2 separate regions of the Zea mays genome follow, and region 2 is linked to region 1. The links are chromatin contacts, called in public Hi-C maps. All regions are on one chromosome and are shown on one strand. Each heading gives the region's core, a stretch centred on a gene start, on an enhancer-like site or on the middle of the called end of the contact. The rest is flanking DNA. Distances are from core to core; before and after follow the strand shown. Region 1 holds the start of LOC100282359 (ubiquitin-activating enzyme E1 domain-containing protein 1). Region 2 holds the start of LOC100286235.

Region 1 (4,155 bases), core at 483-2,982:
ACATGGAGAACCACCCGGGAAAACAGTGCTACCACAAGGGTTTAATGGGACGCCCTTGGCTGACTAATTAGGAAAGCTAGTGGAAGACTACCTTACCCGAAAGGGGCAAGGGCAGTAGGGAGAGGTCAGTGCGGGGAGGTCCCTGGTTGATTTTGCTGCGATGGCTGTCAGCCAGGAACCCTGTACTGGATCTTCCTATAAACTGTAGCGGGTTTTCGGAAGCTAGTGGAACTTTGTAAAGGCCTCGTAGTGGATCCCTAGCCATTCACCTCGGTAGTGTCTAAGGGCCTTGCAAACCCAGGCGACATGGGATACACGACTTGTGGGTAAAGATGCGCAACCTCTGCAGAGTGTAAAACTAGTATACTAGCCGTGCTCACGGTCAAGAGCGGCTCGGACCCTCACATGATTAAATATGGAACTTAAATTTAATTTGACATTTGCATCGCATTTGGGATTATTTTACTATTACTTTTCTTTATTATTATTAAGGTTTGGTATTTACTTACACTTAGTAATTGCTAATAAAATTTTGACCAACTTATAAAAGCAATGCTCAGCCTCAGCCTTTATTCCATTGATCAGCCTTACACTTCATGAACTCCCACCTTTGGTGAGTTCATGCCACATTATTCCCCACAACTTGTGGAGCGATGAACGTATGTGAGCTCACTCTTGCTGTCTCACACCCCCCCCACAGGAGAAGAACAGGTGGTCGAAGAGGAGCCGCCTAACACTGAGGAGTTTGATCTGATCTAGGTGGCGTTTCTCAGTCGACATTGGCGCCGACGATCCTTAGTTCATTTTATACTTATTGTTTTCTTTTATTTTGTAAGACTTCCGCTATGTAATAAGTACTCTGATTATTGTGACATTTATCTCTATACACTCTGTTATTATATATGTTGTCTTCTTTGGCGCATGTATGAGATGCACCCGGCTTTGTCCCTTAAAGCCGGGTGTTACAATTTGCTAATGACTTATGAGGATCTGTCAAAGCCTAAGTAGTCTTTTCATCTTTAAGTCGGTTCCCCTTTCTGCCACTATGCCGAAGCTCCCCTGCGCATAGCTTCGGCTATGCACCATCCCTCGTACGGCTTGGTGATCAGCCCGTCCTTCATCTCAATCCTCCTTCGTCTAGCTTAAGCTTCGTCCTGATCGTACTTCATGTTCATAATCTGGGTCCGAAGATATCTGTTCATACATTTCACTTGAAAGATATTGTCAAATCATGTTTTTGAGGACCTTCGGAGAACGAAGGCCCCCAACAGCACATTTCCCTAAAACGACTAGTTTTTATTTTCATATTCAAAAAATGGTTTTTAGGTTTATCGACCAGTTTTCGATGTTTCCAGGGCGATTTTCGGTGTTTCTCGGTGGTTTTCGGTTTTTTCGGTAAAATTCAGTGTACATGTTTTTAAATTTAAAATGCAAATTTTAGGACGATGAAATTTATTATTTTAAAAAAATGTTAATTGGCTTTTAAAAAAATTAAAATTAATTATGAGATATATAAGAATACTTAGAAAAATATTTTGTTTTTATCTTATACTTTTTATTTCTGATTTTATATTTTCCCAAAAATTTTAAATTTTAAACGAAATGTTTAAAAAAATCGGCCAGAAATGGAGCCAGAGCTCCACGAGCTACCAAACGGGACCTGCCACGTCATGTGGAACGCGTCATAGGTGTGAGTGTGTGACACTGACACCTGAGACCAGCTCTCCTGCTTCGCGGCTGTCTCTTTCATCGGCCACCCACGGCGGCGGAGCATAGCACTGATAGCAGTAAGCAAGCAGCGGAGACGCCGGAGAGCGGTGAAGAAGCATGGAGATGGAGCAGCTCTGCTCGCTGCTCCGCGACCTCGACGCGCTCAAGCAGCATCCCGACGACCTCACTTCCACCATCGATCGGGTATCCCTCCCATCCGGGTGCACCATGGATCTCGGCAGTTTTATAGCAATCTCCTCTTCTTCCGTGCCTTTCCAAATCTTGATCCCGGCTCATCTGATTGCTAGATGCGGGAGCGGCTAGTGGCGATGATGAATCCGGCAGCCGGTGCCGCTTCTCGATCCAAGATTAAGGTACGATCTGATGCTGATTTCCGCGTTTCAGGCGCTCTGCCCTGTGCAGATTGAGTGCCATAATTTTGAACAAATCGGGAATTTTACTCTGTTTGCGCGAAATTTGGGATGCAGGACATGAGTGCAGAAGTGGTGGACAACAATCCCTACAGCAGACTTATGGCGTTGCAACGGATGGGCGTAGTGGAGAATTATGAGCGCATCAGGGACTACTCCGTTGCCATCGTTGTAAGCATCCTACTCACCTGGTTTAACACTGATACTCTTCAAACTTAGTTACATCAGTATGGAATTTCGATTTTCGAAATTGGCATTTACTTCCATCCTTGAGTAGAGGAAGCCTCTCCATGGTACTAGTATGCACTGGAAATGTCATTGAGATATCACGAGGCTCAAGGGTCTCTTCGGACCATGCGAACTAGAGTATCTTTATCTGTATTGAGATCGATCTAGGTATACCATGTACTATGTGGTTAATATGGAAAATATAGTTATAATGCCCGTTTAGAACAACCAGCTATCGAGCTATTGTTATTTTTGCATGTTGATGTATTTAAGACAACAATTCAAAGTTGGGAAACAGCAGAATTCGTAGCTTCATCACATCATACATGAAAAGATAATTTAACACACATAGATGGGGGAATTCAACTCAGAGCAAACCTTTGATTCATTGTCATTCTCTTTACAGGGCATAGGTGGCGTTGGTAGTGTTGCTGCGGAGATGCTCACTAGATGTGGAATTGGACGACTGTTGTTGTATGATTACGACACGGTCGAGTTGGCTAACATGAATAGGTTGTTCTTTCGCCCAGAACAGGTAAACTACGAGGACAGTATGTTATGTGTTTGCCTTACCTTTTGTGGTTGTTTGTTTTACACCAAGACGTTTTTCATGTTGAAGTACTTAAGTTCAGTGTTCTGCAAGATTGCAAGAACATAATTCAAACCAGACCATGACTATATTCAGTCCATTTATACTTTGTTAGGTTGGAATGACCAAAACAGATGCCGCTGTACAGACACTTTCTGGAATAAATCCTGATGTTGTGTTGGAGGTGAGCAACTATGGCCAGTATCAATATTATCTGTTAGCCTTTTTTCCTACATCAGTAAACCAAATCATTTCATTAGATTCTGAGCATCATTAGTTTTTGGTAGAGGTGACGGATCTAGGGTGTGCAATTTTTGTTGAACTAACTATTCTTAATGTTTTCTACTTTCCATTACTTATTCATCTTGCACTGTATATGTATAGAACTAGAAGTTTTTGTTGTACTGTTTCCTCTTTACTATCTTTATTACGTACTCCAACTTGGTACATTGCCTTATGACAAGCAAAATAGCAGACATGATTTCTTTTCTTAGGCCGTATTGGATGGAGTAGCAATACCATTGTATTCCTTGATTCCTTCTACTTATAAGAAAACAGATCCTAACTTCTCTTTTCTACTATAGAGCTACTCATTGAATATTACTACAGTCAAAGGTTTCGAAACATTTTTGGCAAGTTTAAAAGCACAAAGTTCTCATGAGCGTAGCACTGGAGTTAATCTTGTCTTGAGTTGCGTCGATAACTATGAAGCTCGTATGGTTGTAAATCAGGTGATTTGTGCACTCAACTAAATTATTTGGTCCCTCCATGTGCCTTAGTCATGTATTATGCGCAGTTCATTGGTAGGAATTTTCTTATTTGTTATTTTTATCTGCTTTCCAGGCATGCAATGAGCTTGGTCAGACGTGGATGGAGTCTGGTAAGTTGTAAATCACATTTATTGACACAAAATTTTCCAGAAACCGCATTCCTATTAATGAACAATTAACAATATGCTTTTTTCCTACTTTTCTTGCGCAATGCTGCTATTGTATCTCATTGTATACCCTAATCACACCTCAAATGTGCCAAACCAGCATCACTTGTATAGTGTTTTCTCCTTGTTTTATGTCACTAGTCATCAGTATCCTTCAGCCATGATACTTGGTCATCAGTTTAACCTTGTGCATTGCTAATTTTTTCAAGGCACACAAGGGAAACTGATTTCTGTCAGGATTCTATTTTACTGTGTTACTG
Region 2 (4,171 bases), core at 829-3,328, 130 kb after region 1:
CAATGCTAGCCAGAGGATGACTCAATCAAATTGTTTGAGCAATTCAACAAGTTGATGGTTCATTAAAGTATCGATATAGACGATGACATGAAAATGGTCCATAAGTTGGCTTTAAAAAATCGACCAAAGAATTAAAATTAGACAGGAAAGAAGATGCAAAAGAGGTGGACGAGGAAGATGGTGAAGAGTAGTAGTAGTGTAACTATTATTTTTACGAATTATGTATACTTTTTATTTTGAACTTTTGCATTTTATTTGTTTTTAGATCATGTAATTTTTATTTGTTCAACTGCATACTCATATGAATTTTTATTTTAATAAAACATCGTGTTTCATTTTAAATAAAAGTCTGTAAAAATGTTGATGTGACGATGAAGTGGATGTAGGCTTATGGTAATAGTTATGCACTAGAGTGCTATGGTAGATAAGGATTGATAATGACCGATAACATGATTGGTAGTACGATCGATAGGTGACTTGATGGTTAATGGGAACCTGCCTTAGTGAATGCCGCGATGGACGACATAGTTGATGCCACGATAGATTAGGCGACGACAAGGTGAATGCCGCAACGAGCATAGTGGGGAGGCTAGGGTATAGAGAGAGCAAACATAAAAATAAATAGCATGAAAGGATGGAGCTAGGAAGAAATTTAGAAGGGTCTAAACTAATCAGCTACAACGATGTAATCTCACTAAACATGGATGATGAAAATCATAAATTATGTAATAAGAAATATATGATGCAATCTATCTATATCGAAAGACCGAGCCACGAATAGACACAAATTAAAGGTCAAATTACAACTATTATTCATCTGAGGAAGCAGTCTACACAAGTAGGTATAATTAATTAGTCAAATATTCATGGCCTTTAAATTAATAATTAAGAAGCAAAGAATATTAGTTTAGAAGGTAACATAGCATATCACTATGTTTCGGGGCAACAACATACAACATTTTTCCATGTCTTGAAACCGCCTTTTAATCTTTTCATTATCAATTTTTTAAGGGTGTGTTTGGTTTAGCTAGCTTTTTGAACTAGATTCACTACCAAAAATCTGAAATCTCAACCAAAAGAGTACAACAACATAATAGATTCCAGAAAATGTACAGATTTATCTATTTCAATTTAGAATCACCCGCTACCCTAAATTTTCCAGATTCTCGTAATCCATGTTATAAGCTATCATTCTCTTATAAAATTTATACTGGACAATTATTTCAAGTAAACAAATTTCAGTTTTTCTATAATCATCAGCTCACAACAGCCTTCTACACCTCACAGTTAGATAATTAGATTCATATTTTCAATAATCTATAGTTAAACCAAACATACCCTAAATATCTCCTTATTATAGCATACCATCAAGTTACCAATAGAGAGGGCTCAAACCCCACCCGCCCCTCCTAACCACCGTCTCTCATAGTGCACAGAGAGAGCAGAGACCGTTTGGCTATTACTATTAGGCTATCTCTTGCCGTTTTATCTATCTTATCTTCTATTTAAAATTTTAAATTTAAATTTATAAATAATACAATCAGCAGTATAAAATATGTAAATAGTATTTTGCACCACCACATGTCTGTTGGCCACATCCTTAATCAGATAGTTGCGTAGACCTGCAATCCCACGAAGAGCAAGAAACGTCACGCCGGAAACATTATCGTTAAGGGCTAGTTTGAGAAACCTATTTTTCAAAAATATTTTTATTTTTCTAAGAAAAAAATTTTATTTTCTCTTGGAAATATGAATCCTTTAAAAAAATAGAGTTTCCAAATTAGAAAAAAACAAATCCGTTTATCTATGGCATCTCGCACGTTGTAGCGCACATGCATGCACGGCGCAGCAGCAGCAATTGTCACCGCAGCGGCAGGACTCCCGACGCCAAGCGTGGAAGGCAAGGTAATAAGGCGGACACGCCTCCCCCGCCTCGCTACCCTCCAAATCCACCACCCAACCCGTGCGCAACAAACAGCCGGCACGCCACGCAGCCTCTCCTTCACAGGAACCACCGGAAAAAAAAATCCTATAAAACGACGCGCCCGTCTCCTCCCCCGCCGTCGTAGCTCCTTCTCCTACACAGAAAAGCCGTCGCCTACTCGCCTCCGGCCAAAAAACTGACTCCACACACGACCCAAATCTTTTCCTCTCCACAGGCGACTCCCAACGCAACAGCAGCTCGTCGAGCGAGTCGTCGCCGGCCGGCCGGTATATACGCAAGAAAGCCAAGAAAAACACTTCTGCCTCTTCCTCCATATCCAAGAACCAAAGGTAGCTAGCTAGCCGCGACTCGTTGGCTAGACGATTCAAGCAGCAGCGCAGGATGGTGGCGCCGGTGGTGATTGCGTCGGCCGGGCTGGGCATGCTGGCCGGCGTGGCGATGGCCAACCGGTCCCTCGGGAACGGGCTCCCGGCGGCCTCCAGGTGGGACGCGCGCCCGCGCTGCGCCACGTGCGGCGGCTCCGGCCGCGTGGAGTGCATCTGCAACCGCTGGTCCGACGGCGACTCCGGCTGCCGGACCTGCGCTGGGTCGGGGAGGATGCCCTGCCGCAGCTGCGGCGGCTCCGGCACGGGCCGACCGCTCCCTGCACGGCTCACCGTCCAGCACCAGAAGCCGCCGCCGCCGCCGCCGCCCGGCTACAACTGATCGATGGTGGATGATTAGGTATCCGTATCCGTGGATTATATACTTCTCGCGGGCGATTTGCGATGCGACCCATACAAGAAAGAAATCAGTTAAACTGCGATATGATGCGCTCTAGCTAGTTAATCATATATACATATATACACGTCCGATCCATTCGTGTGGATGACATCCATGTTGCATATGTACAAGTACATGTCTCTTCTTCAAGAGTCAAGACTAGCTGTAATTGAGCTGAGCATACTTGGTGTTGCTGTTGTTCAGTTAATTTGCAAAAACGCACAACACAAGAAAGAAGGAGAAAAAAAACAGAGTGGAAATGTTTTTTTTTTAAGATCTGGAGAACAACATGATTGAGAAGGGAGGGAAGGTGATTCTGAGCACAGTTTTGTTGGAAAGGCTGTAGTTAATTCTGGTGGATGTAATATATTATATGTATGTATATGCTTAGATTCGTTAATATATATGCATATATATGCACCCACATGAATATGATTTACAGAGATTATATTAATTTGTTGTGAGTGCATGCCCTTTTCCTGGATGCTATTTTTATTTCTTGTTAGTTCTTCAGATCTGTTCAGTTGGTGTGGCCGGATCGCCCTTTATCATATTGTTGTCCGTGGTTCTGATCTAATTCTAACTTTGTCCTGTTGTATCGCTCCTGTTGATTTGTGAGCATCGTCGTGCTTTCCAGATGCATGTTTTTGTTGTTGTTGTTGAATAATATGACCTTGGCAGCTCTTGTTCTTCGCGTGATTAATTAATTCCTTTGTGTCCGGACACCTTATAAATCTTTCTATATATGTGTATTTAGCCCGATTATTGGTTCCAATCTGGTATGTGTGTATATATATTAGCTCATTATGTGTACTAGCCCCTTCTAATTACAAGCTGATGCATGTAATAAGCTAAGTAAGGTTAGCAGAACCATATGTATATTATTCTAAATCAAATACGTGGTCTTCAGGTAAGATCAAAAATCGTAGAATCATAATTAACCATCAGAATCATAAAGATATGTTTCTTCGTCCTAAACCATAAGTTTTAAAACATTTCAACTGTCCAAAAAAACTAGATATGTAAATCAAATACTTATTTGATATCATAAATGCTATTATTTTATATATTATATAAATTTGATCGAAGTTAGGTTACTTCGACTGTCCAAAAAAACTAGAATTGCTTAAAATTTGGCACGGAAAAAGTAGATCCTGCTAGCCACGAATCATTTTAGAACCGGCCTAGTTAATATAGATCTATTGCCATCTTTTCAAAAGGAGTATGTATCATAAGGCCGAACAATAAAAAATTGAGATACTGGTAACCATGCTCATCATAAGGTCCTATTTTAATTCCAGCCATGCATGTCTTTTTAGACATTGAGCGATTCATGTGTGAACAGAAAAGATGAGCAGCTTCAAATAGATGATGGGTTATATATGTTTGGTCCAACTGGAAAGCATATCTTGATGCCAAAGAAAAAAAAACAGAAAGCCAACTAAATCGGTGGATTTTAAAATT

Evidence for each region. Hi-C and Micro-C count contacts between places; a contact is called where the count stands out from the background.
Region 2: a contact with region 1 is called in a Hi-C map of leaf mesophyll, with 5 times the contacts expected there. The contact joins the promoter of LOC100286235 here to the promoter of LOC100282359 in region 1. A contact is called at or near these places in 4 of 25 Hi-C or Micro-C datasets (ear, leaf, leaf mesophyll and 1 more).

The regions. Positions count from the first base shown.
Region 1 is chr5:166,893,359-166,897,513 of Zm-B73-REFERENCE-NAM-5.0, forward strand. It overlaps LOC100282359 (ubiquitin-activating enzyme E1 domain-containing protein 1), which reads left to right and starts at 1,733. Exons shown (of 14, transcript NM_001371854.1): 1 at 1,733-1,914; 2 at 2,019-2,084; 3 at 2,199-2,312; 4 at 2,776-2,904; 5 at 3,074-3,142; 6 at 3,543-3,689; 7 at 3,802-3,838. The coding sequence starts at 1,828.
Region 2 is chr5:167,023,609-167,027,779 of Zm-B73-REFERENCE-NAM-5.0, forward strand. It overlaps LOC100286235, which reads left to right and starts at 2,079. Exons shown (of 1, transcript NM_001159123.2): 1 at 2,079-3,150. The coding sequence starts at 2,327. The coding sequence ends at 2,650.